3 separate regions of the Rattus norvegicus genome follow, and regions 1 and 3 are each linked to region 2. The links are chromatin contacts, called in public Hi-C maps. All regions are on one chromosome and are shown on one strand. The core of a region is the stretch at or near the end of the contact, and the rest is flanking DNA. Distances in the headings are between cores, read along the strand shown. Region 1 has its middle 220 kb from the start of Jun. Region 2 overlaps Fggy (FGGY carbohydrate kinase domain containing). Region 3 has its middle 100 kb from the start of Jun.

Region 1 (3,006 bases), core at 236-2,735, 600 kb after region 2:
CCCTCCCAGTGCTGGGGCCCCCTCTAGCAGACTCGATATTTTAAAGAGTCAACAGTATGATTACAACCGAAAACAGAAGGCAGAGCATTCACACTAAGTTACCGGAAGACATTTTAATGAAAAGACCGCATGCTTAGGTATAAAGGGAACCCTGCAGCTTGCTGCCAACAGAAATCCACTACATATCTATGTCTTCACAGGGGAAAAGGGGGACCAGCTCCATAAACTAAAGATAGTATTTGTAAGGAAGGGTCAACTGATCAGAGGTTGCTCTGTTAGAGCAGGCAAGGTGCCCTGTAAGCCTGCAAAGGGGAAGCTAAAGGATCACTTCCCATGCTCCTTTGCTCTACATTCCTGCATCTCCTCCTGCTGCTTGCCTTCCCATGCTCCTTTGCTCTACATTCCTGCATCTCCTCCTGCTGCTTGCCTTCCCATGCTCCTTTGCTCTACATTCCTGCATCTCCTCCTGCTGCTTGCCTTCCCATGCTCCTTTGCTCTACATTCCTGCATCTCCTCCTGCTGCTTCCTGTAGGCTGAGCTCCTCTGGCAGTTGAGAGGGAAGTGTTGCTCATTACTGTTACCCCTGCAGGGCATCTGTCTGGGCACAGGGGAGTACAAAGGCCTGGGGGTAGCCTGGACTGTCATGGAAGTTTATCAACACAATAGTTATGACTGAATTGATAACAATTGTACAACTAGGCATGACTGTTAATGCTAAGTGACATGGTACTTAGTATATACGGGCCACTTCAAAAACACTTGCAGGATCGCAGATAGAAAACACTATTAGGGAGAGTATAAACTACCAGATGCTTGTAATTACAAATGCAGTGTTTATTGTTTACCCCAAATGATAACTGCTGATTTAGATCTTACCTGGGTGAAACAGGGAAGTGACTGAGGTGTGGGCTGGGGCAGGAGCCATGTATTATCAACAAGGTCAGGCAAACACCTTCCACTTAAAAGGTGTTAAAGTATAACCCAGGAGAAGAGAGAAAGAAACAAGGGAGGGAGGAGGGGGTTGGGAAGCCAATGGCACATAGAATAGAGGCCAAATGTCTAATTATAGCCGACAAGGCCCTCATGATCTGGGCCTCTTTCCCTATGCCCCCCATGGGGCACTGTGTCCCAGCCAAAGTCAACTTTGTTTAGTTCTCGAAATAGCCCTCAGGTCCTTGCCTCAGCTGCTGCTTCGGCCTGGAACACTCTACCCCATTTTCTATTTACCCATCTCAACCCCTGCTTATCTAACAGGCAGTCTTGATGAGGGCCTTTCTTTCAGCATTCCATTCTTTCTTCTCTCCCTCCCTCTAACAGGTATTCCTTTGGGTATCTGGCATATGCAGACTCTGTGAGAGCTGGCCCCGGGCCTGTGAAGTTCTGTGAGGAAACTGTCTCCACATCTACATGTAGACTGGGGTTTTCCAGTGTGTTGGCATGATATCCTGGGCTTATGTGACAGCCACTTTCGTATTCTGTGCCCTGGCACCCTGGATGTGTGTCTGCCTGTTATATCATAGGCTCCAGAAGACAAACATCTGTCTGCCTGTGTGGGTACAGATTCCCATGCTGCAATAACGAATTACCATTACACCAAGGTTTAAAGTGACACAAATTTACTGACTTGTGGTTATGTAGGTATATGTTTAACAGTAGTTCACTGGGCTAAAATTAAGGTGTGTGGGAGTCTCTTGGGAAAAATTATTTGCTTGACTTTCCTATAAGCTACCCATAGCCTATAACCAACAGCCTCTTCCTTCATTTGCAAAGCCATCCAAGGCTGGTAGCAGTTGCTAGATCATGTCACTCTGGTGCTGAATTTGTGTCTTACATTTTTAAAAGACTTTGATTATACTGCCACACCTAGATAAGTCAGATCAGTAACAATAATGTTAACTCTAGGTATCACCTTAATTCCCTTTTGCTGACAGTTCCAAGGATTAGGACTGGGATATCTCTGGAGACGTGTCATTCTCCCTACCATACTGTGGATTGACAAATGCAGAGTATTTAGGAAAAATAAAATGACTTGAGTATGTAGTTGGGAATGTGAGTGTGGGGGGACATACAGAATTTCTAGGTATATGCTGGTATGTGGCACATAAAAATGCCGGGTAGCTGGATATTTGGATGTGAGGTTTGGAGTTACACACTGACTGCTCTCATTGGTGGAATTCAGATGTATACAATCTGTGCTGGGAGCTTAGAAACCACCAGAAAGGGGAAATATAAACATGAAATAGGTTAGGGTCTTATTTTCCTGAAAACACCATAAAGAATTTAGATTCTTTCCCATGTGGATACTCTCAGGACCTGAATTTCTGTCCTCTATATTTCCATGTGACTCTGGCCACACTGAGAGTGGAAACCCTGTCTTGCCTGGGCCAGGAAGCTCTGAGAATAGCTTGTACCATCAGCATACAGCTCAGACACTTGCACCACGAGCATTGAGAAATCAATCACAGCACAGTTTCCTGTTCTAACTGGGAAAGCAAAGCTCCTGACATGGAATCCTTCTCAAAGCCCTAGCCCACTTCTTACCTAATTTCATAGATCTAAGACAGCACAGCCCTTACGTCACAGCTAGCCTGCCCCCCTTCTTTGCACAGATGAGACATTGCCCAGTGGCAGATCTGTACAGGCTTATGTGACTGTCAGAACAGAATGGTATCAGGGTCCCCGATTGCAATTCAGACCTGTATAAGGTAACAACTCTTTGAGAATGGGGATTTTGTATCACATGCTCTATAGCATCAGGTTTCTTTTGGGCTCTCTGGTCCCAGGTTCAGGTACTTCTGAAAGATGAAATCCAGGATGTCTTTTCTGAACAGACTACTCCTTAGAGGAGTTTCTATTGAGGATTTCCATCCCACCTCCCACACAGGGAGACAGATAGGATAGTCGGAGACTCTTTTTTTTTTTTTTTTTTTTTTTTTTTTTTTTTTTTTTTTTTTTTTTGGTCTCTTTTTTTCTTTTTTTTGGAGTTGGGGACCGAACCCAGGGCCT
Region 2 (2,860 bases), core at 274-2,773:
GGACTGATTAAAGTTGGAACTTTATTTTGGAAGCTCAGTTCAGTGAGGTTAGCACATGCTCAGTGTACCAAGAGAAAACTTACAGAAGTGGGTTTCAGCACTTCGTGGTGAGCCAAGCCTAGTGCGGGCATCAGCATTCTTATCTGAGCTTCACCTCTACTGCCGGTAACTCAGAGAAACAACTGTGTTTGCAGGTCACCATTTTTGGCAAAGTGCCATCAACACTGAGCCTTCAGGGGATGGCTCTGCAGATTAAGTCAGTCAGTAACGAAGACCATAATTATCACCTGTACATACGGAATACATCTACTCTGCTATCCGTTTTAGGATGCCCTGGAAAACAGAGTCCCATCTCCCCATCCTACTAGAGCGGGTTAGAATCAAAAGTGTCTGTTGTTTCTGAGGAGGGAAGCCAAGCCTAAACGTCCAGTTCAGGACTGCTCGCACATGTCTCCTCTTGCAGTTATCTCACTGGCTCGTCAAGGTCCCACTCCAGCAAATGGCAGCAGGCGGAAGTGGCCTGGCCACAGTGGAAAGAACTGCAGCTCCTCAGCTCTGTTCTAAACCCAGGCTCCTCTAGACCAAGGTGCTAGGCGGCTACAAGGAAGCAGAGAGGGCATGAGGTGGGCTCAGCACTGAGCTAAGGTAGGCTGTGCACTTCTCTCCTTCAGTGGCACCGCAGAAGATTCCTTCTCCAGACCGAAATGTTAGCGTGTGCTGTTGTGCACCACAGTACCTTGTCCACAGATATGCTGTAGAGAAACAAACTGCTAGCAGTTTTCCCGGAACTCTGAGATAAGGCACTCCCTTTCTGCTGCAGGAGCTCTCACAGGCTTAACAGATTTTGTTGTTGCTTTCATTCATAGGCTGGGTTAGTTTACGCCTCACCTTGTTAGTGTAGGGGAGGGGAATAATCAGTTCACCACTCTTTGTTTGCTTACTTAAACAGGAGGCTGTTCTACCAGCCCTAAGGCCAGTCAGGCTGTGCTCCTTACAGACCCAGTGTTCTCTCCAGTACTGCAGACTTGGAATCCTTCCCCAGACTAAACTCATCTGACAGTGTATTCCGTCACTCTCACTGGCACCTCTACAAATCATACTACTCTGCCGCTTGGTCTGAAATGAACATTTCTGTCTACCCTCCACGGCCACTCACTGTGGAAGCCATGCATTGAGCTCCTACTTGTGTCCACGACTGGCGGGCCTGCCAATCATGCAACAGTACACTGTGGTTTCTGGTTATTGCTTTTAGATCTCCCCTCACTGTCAGATCCTTGGTGGTAGGAACACGGTTGTGATTTCTTTCTTTTCCTTTTAACCTAACTTCTACTTGGCATGCTCGAATGCTCGGATTTCTTCAGTAGAAATTCCATTTCTTCATGGGATTAGGGATAGAAACATTCCAACTTGTGTACAAAGTGTGAACTTGAGTAAGTAATTTGCTTTTCTCTCATCAGCCAGGCCAGGGGCAATGTAATTCGGAGTGAGCAGAGCAGTGCTGGGTAAGTGCGGCTGAGTGAAGACTGCCCAGGACCAGGCTACAGGAGTAACTTGGTGACGCAGCATTTCCCTGGCACAAGGCTCTAGGTTTGATCCCAGGCATCACAAACAGAACCTATCATACATACATGTAAAGTGCTAACCCTGACTGTATAGTCAGCTAATCCTTATCAACTATAGGCTACATCAATTTGTCCTCTACATTAAGGGATGACTCATGCCAGTGACTGGGCCAAAGATTTTGAACGTTTCGTCTCAATTAATTTCTTCGACAACCACATGAGGTATATACTCCAGGATCTGAGTTTTCAAAGAGAGGAAACGGGTTTAGAGAGGCGAAGGGGTTTGTCCAATACATAGTGATGAAATCTGAACTTGGGACTTGAGTTTAGCTTTGTGTGGTATCAGAATCTGTGCTCTTATTTACGATGCTATTTCTTATGTGAATTATACTGTGTAAAGTAAAAAGGAGGAGGTACCAGACGAGGAAAATAAAAAGTTCCTCATAATTCCCGGGAAGATACTTGATAAGCTGTAATTCCGGGCTGGCAACCACTAATACTCTGAGCACTAAATGTATTCTTTAAAATTACAGATTGGAAACACTTAGCACATATAACATATCATCTCCAAATAAAAGTGTTTCATGGAACAGTAGCAGCTGTCCAGCTAGGGGGAAAAAACATATCGCTTACTGCAGTTTATAAAACTTCACAGCAATCTGACATGAAGGTTGTGTGTTTTCAATTGAAGGATGCCAAGTTCAGCGGCCTTCCTGTGGGCTTGTTTACTGATACTTGATACACTTCAGCATCTGCTCCCCTTCTTGATTGATGTGGGACTTCACGTTAGCACTCCGCTCACGCCAGACGGGTAAAGAGATTTAGTACTTAGCCTACCCTTCTCAGCCAGTAACGCTGCTCTGCTAGAAAGGAAGCGACCAGCCAAAGTTGCACACGATTCATCCACCAAACTGGAGGCCCCATGACGGCCCTGGGAAATCCACAGTCTTGAACCCAAGTTTCCATTATCAGCCAGGAGAGATAAAATAAATTCTGGTTTTATAAAACGCCCAAGAAGAAACTGATTTCTGAGTTAGTGTGCAAAGAAATGTTCATTTTAAAAAATTGGTACCAGGGAAGATGTCATCTCCTACAAGTGGTGGCATGTGCCCTGGATGCCATGAGCAGACACCACATGACCTGAAATGCTTCCCAGTTCTGCCTTCACTATGTGACGTTCCATCAAACCAATCCCCTTAGTCTAGTCAGAGACAAACTGCCAGATCCCATACATGTTCCTCGAGCCTCCCACCAGGCAATGGCTGCAGCTGTAATGTCTCTCAGGAATACTTCTCTAG
Region 3 (2,989 bases), core at 174-2,673, 720 kb after region 2:
AAAAGGAAAGGAGGTCTGAGGCAGACAGGTGTGAGGCTGCTGGGGTGGGATGTGGTCAGCTGAGGAGAGAGAGATCTGGGTATGTAACACTTAGGATAAAGAGGCAGGAGGATCATGAGTTCAGGTCTGGGAGTTGGAGGGATGACTCAGCAGATTCGAGTTCTTGCTGATCTCCCAGAGGACTTGTGTTCTCCTCCCAGCAACTAGCACAAGGCTACACATAACAGCCTTTAATTCCAGTTCATATCTTTAGAACTCCTTAGGCACCCACACACATGTAGACCATGCTTGCTCATTTATGCGCGTGTGTGTGTGACACACACACACAGAGAGAGAGAGAGAGAGAGAGAGAGAGAGAGAGAGAGAGAGAGAGACTGTTTTTTTTTAGGAGTTCAAGCTACTTGGGGAGTTAGAAACTAGTCTAGGCTATACAAGACCAAGCCTCAAAGAGAGAGAAATGAGATGTTGACCCAAGGTATGAGGTGAGCCAGTTACTTCTGGAAGCTGCAGGGTCCTCACCGGTACAGAGTGCATAATGCCTGCTTTACAAGTTTCTCTAAATACTAAATGAGATGCAGGAATATGTCCTGACTCGGTGCTATTCGTTATTCACCTCATAAAACTACTTCCCTCAATAAAAGTTTTTAAATGAGCATATTTTTACTTATGCTCCCAGGAGCACTAAGAATCTATCTCATGATTAGTCATACGCCATAACAATATAATTAATAATAATGTTAATTGCTGCTGATTGAAGGCACTAAGTGCTTAATATGTATAATCTATTATCTAATCTAACCCTCAGCACGTATCTAAAAGATAGGTATCATTACTCCCATTTTATGGGTGAGGATAATGAGACCGGGAAGTTAGGAAATGTGCGCAGGTCACCCGCTGGGATAGGTCTGGCCTTTCAGAAAAAAAAAAAAAAAAAAAATTGTGCATCCACCAAAAGGCCAAAGTGGGAAATGCCCTGCCTTTGGAGTTCATGTTGGTTTTGGCTTTCTCTCTCATTTCTTTTTCAGAAAGAAAGCAAACATTTTAAGTGTCCACCGAGGAAGAAGCAACCTTACAGATGAAGAAGAGGGGGTCCGAGCGCAGATGCCCCCAGCCCTTTCCTCCCCGCCACCCCCTACCCCCACCCCAGGACTACTGCTGTTCTGCGGAGGAGCCAGGTCCCTGCGCTGCCCCTTCCCACCGTGGGTGGCTCCCAGCGGCAGGGAATCACATTATCTGTTGGGAAGGCGTCCAGCACCCTCCTCCTGCCAGCCAGTGTTTGCTCAAGGCCTAGCTCTTCAGAAACTGAAACCGGCAGCCGGGGCTGCCAGCCTGAGGACGCCCGCGGGCGCTGCCCAGGCTTTACCTTCTATGGGGAGGCCCGCGGCGGGCGGAGCGAGCCGGCGCCGCTGACGTGGCCGCCCTGCCCTCGCCCAGGGCGCCCGCCTCCTCAGCGCCGGGTGTGGGAGCGCGGGGCCCGGAGAGCGCAGTGCGCGGGCGTGGGAGCGCAGGAGCGGCCGGCGTCTGGTGCGGGAGGCTGGGGTGCGGAAGCGCGGGCGGGGCTGGCGGTGGCGGCCGTGAGGGCTAGCAGTGGAGGGCAGGCGAGTAGGACGTGGGTCTTAGCGCTGGAAGAGCAGGAAGAAACTAATGTCTGGTCTTTATATTTGGTGACGTGGATCGAGCCTAGGACCCGAGAAGAGCTCAGAACATGGTGACAGTGTTACTGTCCTTGCCCATCCGATAGGGGAACAGTGTGCCCTGTGAGTTTATGAATTTTCTTCCTTCAGAATGTTTAGGTACAGACTGAAGGAGATCAGGAGATGTGAGAGGGTAAAGGCTGAGAATGGATAGGGACACAAATTTGCTGTCTCCCAACTGATGAGATGACCTCAGAAAGCAGTAGCTGGATTACAATCCAGAAGGCAAATTTAGGAAAGTACTTTGTAAACCACCGATTTAAGACAAAGGTCCCTTTCACCTTCAGAGTTCCTTCAGCCATGTCCTCTTACTTCACGATTCGAGCTACTTACCAAAGTAAATAAACCCACAATTCGCTTCCTAAATAATTAATCAAAACCCAGAAGTCACTCAACACGTTTTCAGTAAATATTCACTGGGAATGTCTAAGTACCAGTTGTGGCCTGGTGCTGTGCTGGATGCTCCGGGGTGGGGGTGGGGGTGGGGGTGGGGGTGGGGGTGGGGGTGGGGGTTGGGAGGATGGACAAAAGCTATGTATGTCCTCATGGAGTACCCAGACTGTTGGACACAGAAAGCGAACAACTTAGATATTGACATCCAACTAACAAAAGATACGATGTTTCTACAGTGGACAGATGTTTTCAGTCTAAAGTATATAAAGGTGGCCTGCCTTTCTCCACTGTGGCCTCTTAAGGAGAGAGAGAAAATCTTGGCTCTATATATGAGTGCACACACACACACACACACACACACACCACAGTATTAATTCTTTGATGGATCCAGCAAGTCCAAGTTCCTGCCGCATCATGAAAGCCTACAGAGAGACCCTGTGGCTTGACTCCTGTTTATGTGTCCCTCCTCATAAGAAACTCCTAACAGATGTCTTCAATTCAGTCCTTGGTGAGTGGCTAAGAGGATGGGCTTTGAAGCCAGGTGACAAGAGTTGACTTCAAGGCCTTTCTCAGCAGTCCTCTAACCATGGGCCAAGTACTTGACCTCTGTGTCCCTACATTCCTGTTCCGTAAAGTGTTCCGGGTAATGCCTAGTTCACAGAATTCTAGGCATTAGAGACAGTGCTTAAAGCAGGTGGCAGGCATTCGGTGTGTGCAGCAATGCTGTGGTGCTCTCTGCCTAGAGAAACCCTTCTCCCCCTTTCTCTGCTTGGATAGCATGTATTTATAGTCCAATGTCACCTCCTCTCTGGAACCTTCCTTGCTTTATTGGCAAGGTAATTGGATGCTTTGTCTTCTATGTTCCCAACTCTTTCATGGTACCTTAGAGGACTCTTCATGCT

What was found. A called contact is a pair of places that touch in the nucleus more often than the background predicts.
Region 1: a Hi-C map of psoas muscle shows a contact between it and region 2, with 2.8 times the contacts expected there. The contact joins two enhancer-like sites. A contact is called at or near these places in 3 of 12 Hi-C or Micro-C datasets (Schwann cells, mammary epithelial cells and psoas muscle).
Region 3: a contact with region 2 is called in a Hi-C map of psoas muscle, with 5 times the contacts expected there. The contact joins two enhancer-like sites. A contact is called at or near these places in 4 of 12 Hi-C or Micro-C datasets (the A7r5 cell line, the Rat2 cell line, frontal cortex and 1 more).

What each region holds. Positions count from the first base shown.
Region 1 is chr5:115,236,265-115,239,270 of GRCr8, reverse strand. No RefSeq gene overlaps it. Among named protein-coding and RNA genes, the nearest start is that of Jun, 220 kb to the right of the region's middle. Within about 2 kb of position 1,485, at least 9 of the 93 cell types and tissues checked have an H3K27ac peak or open chromatin away from gene starts, as enhancers often do.
Region 2 is chr5:115,837,739-115,840,598 of GRCr8, reverse strand. All of the region lies in intron 14 of Fggy (FGGY carbohydrate kinase domain containing), which reads right to left. Among named protein-coding and RNA genes, the nearest start is that of Hook1, 100 kb to the left of the region's middle. Within about 2 kb of position 1,523, at least 8 of the 93 cell types and tissues checked have an H3K27ac peak or open chromatin away from gene starts, as enhancers often do.
Region 3 is chr5:115,114,420-115,117,408 of GRCr8, reverse strand. No RefSeq gene overlaps it. Among named protein-coding and RNA genes, the nearest start is that of Jun, 100 kb to the right of the region's middle. Within about 2 kb of position 1,423, at least 88 of the 93 cell types and tissues checked have an H3K27ac peak or open chromatin away from gene starts, as enhancers often do.